Linked DNA regions of Sus scrofa: region 2 is linked to region 1. The links are chromatin contacts, called in public Hi-C maps. All regions are on one chromosome and are shown on one strand. The core of a region is the stretch at or near the end of the contact, and the rest is flanking DNA. Distances in the headings are between cores, read along the strand shown. Region 1 has its middle 34 kb from the start of CTIF. Region 2 holds the start of CTIF (CBP80/20-dependent translation initiation factor).

Evidence for each region. A called contact is a pair of places that touch in the nucleus more often than the background predicts.
Region 2: a contact with region 1 is called in a Hi-C map of subcutaneous adipose tissue, with 2.1 times the contacts expected there. The contact joins the promoter of CTIF here to the enhancer-like site in region 1. A contact is called at or near these places in 7 of 47 Hi-C or Micro-C datasets (adipocytes, embryonic fibroblasts, fibroblasts and 3 more).

What each region holds. Positions count from the first base shown.
Region 1 is chr1:98,098,387-98,101,086 of Sscrofa11.1, forward strand. No RefSeq gene overlaps it. Among named protein-coding and RNA genes, the nearest start is that of CTIF, 34 kb to the right of the region's middle. Within about 2 kb of position 1,260, at least 10 of the 83 cell types and tissues checked have an H3K27ac peak or open chromatin away from gene starts, as enhancers often do. A contact at or near this core is called in subcutaneous adipose tissue, where this site is marked.
Region 2 is chr1:98,131,892-98,134,591 of Sscrofa11.1, forward strand. CTIF (CBP80/20-dependent translation initiation factor) reads left to right here and starts at 1,422. Exons shown (of 12, transcript XM_013992850.2): 1 at 1,422-1,723. It overlaps LOC106508955 (a long non-coding RNA gene), which reads right to left and starts at 1,450. Exons shown (of 3, transcript XR_001306118.2): 1 at 1,365-1,450; 2 at 552-644.

The DNA.
Region 1 (2,700 bases), core at 10-2,509:
GGTGTAGGTCACAGATATGGCTCAGATCCCAGACTGCTGTGGCTGTGGTGTAGGCCGGCAGCTGCAGCTCTGATCCAACCCCTAGCCTGGGAACCTCCATATGCAGTGGATGCGGCCCTAAAAAGCAAAAAATAAATAAAATTTTAAAAAACACAGCAGGTTTTGTTACTCTTAGATATTTTTGGACAATATCCATCAGACAAACCCAAGTCATTAGTGTCACTAAGTTCCCTAGAGATTTCTTGTAGTAATCTGGACTCTTTGTTGCAAGGAAGGCAGAAACACAACCCATCGGGAATCTTTCTCCACCCCTGGCTGTCATTTCCTCTGGGGTCGCATCCTTCTCCCACATCACCATGCGGTGGCAAAGGTGACCGCCAGTGACTTCAGGCTGCTCCCACTCTCCCGCATTGACCTCCCCACCCCCCCATCCCCACATGAAATAGACATCTTAACACCTTAAAGAAAGCCCTAGAATGACTCCCACCAGCTTAGACGGTGTCCCCAGGCCCATCTCATAGGTCCTTGCAGAACCCGATTGACTAGGTCTGAGTCTCGGCTCCATTTCCTAGAGAAGGATATGTCTCCAGAGAGGAAGGTGACACTGCTATTCCCAGGAGAAGGGGACAGGACACCCTCAGTAAATGTTAACTGCCTGCCCTTTCTCACCCCACCACAGAGGAAGCCCTTTCTATTTCTCTGGAGCCCCTCGAATGATCTGATGCTTCTAGGTTAAAATGCACTCAATGGATTTTAAGTATATGTTATATGTTATAAAGTTCAAGGGCACTTCTTTGAGTTGAAGCAAAACTGCCTTTTTTGTTTCCTGCCCACGCCATGCAGAAGTTCCCGGGCCAGGGATTGAACCCCCGCCACTGCAGTAACCATAGCCACAGCAGTGACAACGCCAAATCCTTACCCTGCCAAGCCACAAGGAGCCTCCCATAACTGCCTTTAAATGCTGATTGTGAAATCCTACATGAGAACATTGTGGAAGGATCAAAATGAGAGCTATTCAGATTTGAAAGTGAAAGGAATAAAAAACAAAACAAGACAGGACGGGAAGTTGATATGAAGAGAAGGAGATCTTCTGCATACAGAATATACTGGAATGAAGACTGTGCAAAGGCTACAGAGAAAGGAGAGTTCCTGGCTTCTGCTCCAGAAATTCTTCTTACTTTTATGCTTGTGATTTCCACGGTCCTAACTCAGAGTGACCTTCCTTCAGATCCCCGCTACTCTGACTTACTAGTGGTGTAAGTTGACAGCGGAACATGTTTTATTGTCCAAATCAAGAGTGTTTCGAAAGTGAAAGGGGATGTTATTAACAATTTCACAAGGGCAATGTGATGCATAGGCATTCCTCTCTTAAGCAAAATGATAAATACTTATGTTTCTAGCAGCACATAACAATACATATAATATCTGCTCCGTACTTATTATTAAGCTGGGCTCAGTTCTTTCTATACCCTTTGTAATCCTATGGTGTGTGAACTATTATGATCCCCATTTTTTAGATGAGAAAATTGAGGCTTGAAATAACTTTATATATGTATTTTTTTAATTTTTTTTTTTTTTTTTTTTTTTTTTTTTAGGGACAGACCTGCAGCACATGGAAGTTCCCAGATAGGGGTCCAATCAGAGCTATAGCTGCCAGACTATGCCAGAGCCACAGCAACGCAGGATCCGAGCGGCGTCTGCAACATACACCACAGCTCAAGGCAACGCCGGATCCTTAACCCACTGAGCAAGGCCAGGGATCGAACCCACATCCTCACGATCCTATTGGGTTCATTAACCACTGAGCCACAAAGGTAACTCCTGAACTAATTTTACCAAGATCTAGGGGACACCATATTTCAGTCTTCCTATAACTATATGGTAATGGGACTGTGAAGAACCATTAGAAGGAGTTCCTGTTCCAACTAGTATCCATGAGGATGCAGGTTCGATCCCTGGCCTTGCTAAGTGGGTTAAAGGACCTGGCGTTGCTGTGAGCCATGATGTAGGTGGCAAAGGCAGCTCGGATCTAGCATTGCTGTGGCTGTGGCTGTGGCATAGGCTGGCAGCTGCAGCTCCGATTAGACCCCTAGCCTGGGAATCTCTGCCTGCCACAGGTGCAGCCCTAAAAAGACAAAAAGAAGAACCGTAAGAACTTGAACATCTAAATGGGTCTCCTTCCTGGGAGCACTTATCTTGAGAAACTATTCCACTGTCCAGGGTTCTCATTATTAAACACACTTGGAATTATGATTTGGAACATCCCACAGATCTTGAGGCACATGTGTTTTTTAAATTTTTATTTATTTCTACCGAGATATAACTGCCACATAACATTATCGCACTTTCAGGTGTACAACATAACGATGTGATGTTTGCTACACATCACAAAATGATCCCCACAATAGGTCTAGTTAACTTCCATCATCATCCATGGTCACAATTTTTTTTCTTGTGATGAAAACATAAGATCTCTCCTAACAACTTTCCAGTCTACAACACAGGATTATTAACTATGTAACCATGCTGTACATTATTCCATCCCTACAAACTTCCTTATTTGACAACTGGAACTTTGTAGCTTTTGACCTCCTTCCCCCACTGTACCCTCCCCTCCAGGCACTTGTTGAGAATCATTTTTATGGTAATAAGTTTCATCTGTAGAGCATAAATATGACTTTTGAAGAGAACCCAAAGTGG
Region 2 (2,700 bases), core at 172-2,671, 34 kb after region 1:
ACTCCGTGCCTGCTGCCTTCCTCTAGAAGGGAGAAGATGACCTCCCTCCATGCCCTTTGATGCAAGAGTCAAATGAGCTGCTCTACTGGATGTGACTGGATGTTGCTTTGCTTGCCTTTGATGGCTTGGTGCATTCTGAGCCTGGAGCCAAGAACACATGCTCTCCACTCTCAAAGAAATCCCACCATTTCTTCAAAGGCCCACGGCAAACCCCATCTCTGGCAAAAAGCCATCCTAGGCTCCTTTTGCCCTCTAGACCCACCCTTCATCCCTGAGCCTCCTTTTGGGGTCCCTGCCCTCTTCTGCCCTGCCAAACTGCTGGGACTTGCATAATTTGCTCTCTTATCTCTCATACGGAGACTTTATACCCTGTAGCCTTAGTCAGAGGCCTACCGCATCCTTTGCCTTGTTAAAAATTTTAGTATTTTTAGCTACAGTACTACTTACTTCTTCCAGGAAGACTTCCTTGACCCTCTCCCACCTGCAGCCACCCTCCATCCTGAGAGATACCTGGCACTTTATGCTTATTCTCATGTTAAGTGTTGACTTACTCTACTTTCCTTGTCTGTGGTCCTTAACCAGATGTTGAGCTCCTTAAGGGCAGGAATCGAGGCTCTGTCTTGGCAGTCCCAGAACTATCCCATCTGTGAAAAATACCCACCAAATGTTACATGACGTAGTACATGATTTTCTTTGATTATATTGTCACACAGTTCCTCCCCCGAGTTTATAATCCCCTTGCCTGGAGGGTGTGCAGCATCATATGTTTCTCTAGAAGGCTCAGTGCCTAGCACCTAGTAGGTACTTGGAAAACACTGGTGATTTGGTTAAGTGATTACTGAATTATCCATTGCATTGAATTCTCCCTGCTTTAGCCCTTGCCATGGCCAATGGAAAATTAATTGGTTGCAAAGTGCATATCTAATTACAACATCCCACCCCTGCCACTGAGATGTTCAAATGTTAATTATAACATATGCATCTCAATAACAGACGTTAGCATTTAATACAGCGTTAATAACTACACTTGGGCAGCCCAATGCGTACACAAAGCTCCCTTTTATCTGCCATTAGTACGGACTTAGCACTTAAAGTAAGGAAGTCCACATCCTTAAAACTGGTCTGGTCCCTAAAACCCAATGTTATCCTGCAAGCCTGGACCGCGCCTAAGCCCCCAGTTCTCCCCACGCAGAGGTTCCCATCCAAGGCCGTGCCAAGGTCGTGAGGGGAGCCGGGTTTGGTCGGCCGGTTTTGGGGTGGCTAGACTGGGCTATCTAGGCTGCTCAGGCGGCATCCCCGGCTTCCCCGCGGCGTCCCGCTCTCCAGGGCCCGCCATCCCGGGAAAGAAAGGAGAACTACATTACCCAGCAGGCCTCCCGCCGCCCTCTTTCCTTTCGAGTCTTTGCACGTGGCCGGAGGGGAGGGCGGGGACTGGACGTCACTCTTCAACATTCTCTTTCCCTGTGTCAGAGCAGGGATCATTTTTTTTCCTTCCTTTACTCCCTCCCCCCTACCCGCCCCTCCCTCCCTCTTTCCCTTCCCTCCCTCCCTCCCCTCTCTGCTGGGTTGGTGCGCTGGGGCGCCGGAGCCCCTCCGCTGCCCGGACGCACGGAACTCGAGGCAGGAGTAGGCTCTCCCGAGCCTGCTCCCTCCCTTCTCCTTCCCTGCCCCCTTCCCCCACCCCCCGGCTCGGGCTCGGAGCGGCGGCCAGAGGAACCCCGAGGTGAGCATCCCCCTGCCCGCCCCCCTCTTTTAGTCATCTCCGCTTGCGGGTCGATTCGGGGACCCGAGAGGACGGCTGCGTGACGTGCGCGTGCTTATAGATAAATCCGGGAAAACCGCCCCAAACAATTCGCCCCCTTCCCCCCTCCCTGAGTCCGGGGCGGCCAGGCGTCCGCGCCCATCCGTGGTCCCCGCCTCTGTAGAGGACCGCACTACGCGGTCTCGCCCCCTCCTCAGGTTTGCTGCTTCTCCGCAGGGTTCCCCGCCGGTAGGGGAGCCGAAGCCCTGGAGCTCCTGTGAGGAGGGGGGTTCTTGGCGGGGGGGCGCTCGGCTGGAGCTCGGCTCGCGTTGGAGCCGCGCGTTGTAGCCGCTGTCATGTGCCGGATTCCGACCCGTGGGGGGGGGAGGAAGAGAGCGAGCGTGATTCCTCTCCCTTTTGTTTTGAAGCCCGCATTTGCTGCATCAAGCAGTTGGTTTAGTAGCGGCCAAACTTGCAGCTGTTTTGACCGCGCTCCGCTGAGGTAGGGAGCGCAGCTCCGGGTGGCGGCTCCCGGCCGGAGGCTGCTGCGCTCGCGGCTCCCGGAGGGACCCGGAGAGAATGTCTCCTCGCTGCCCCTCCCTCCTTCGGTGACTGATTGTGTCAGTGGCAGCGGCCGCGTGTGAATGTGTGTGCGCGCCCGTCCCCGCGGGCGCGGGGATGTCTGTCGTCTAGACAGGCTGCTCCCTCCCTCCGTCCCTGGTGAGCCCGCGGGCCGCGGGGGGCGTGGGGGATGGGAGCAGAGGAGGAAACTGGATCGGTGGATCCATTGCAGTCGCAGCTTTGGACATTCCCCGCAGCGGTGATTGTGTTGGCTTATTTATTATTATTCTTGTCGCCGCTGTGTATCTGGGCCTAGGGAATAGATCCATCGGCGGAGCAGGGGTTAAGTTGACAGGCTCTGAAAAACCAGCTCGCGGTGGAGCTGGTGACCCAAGCCG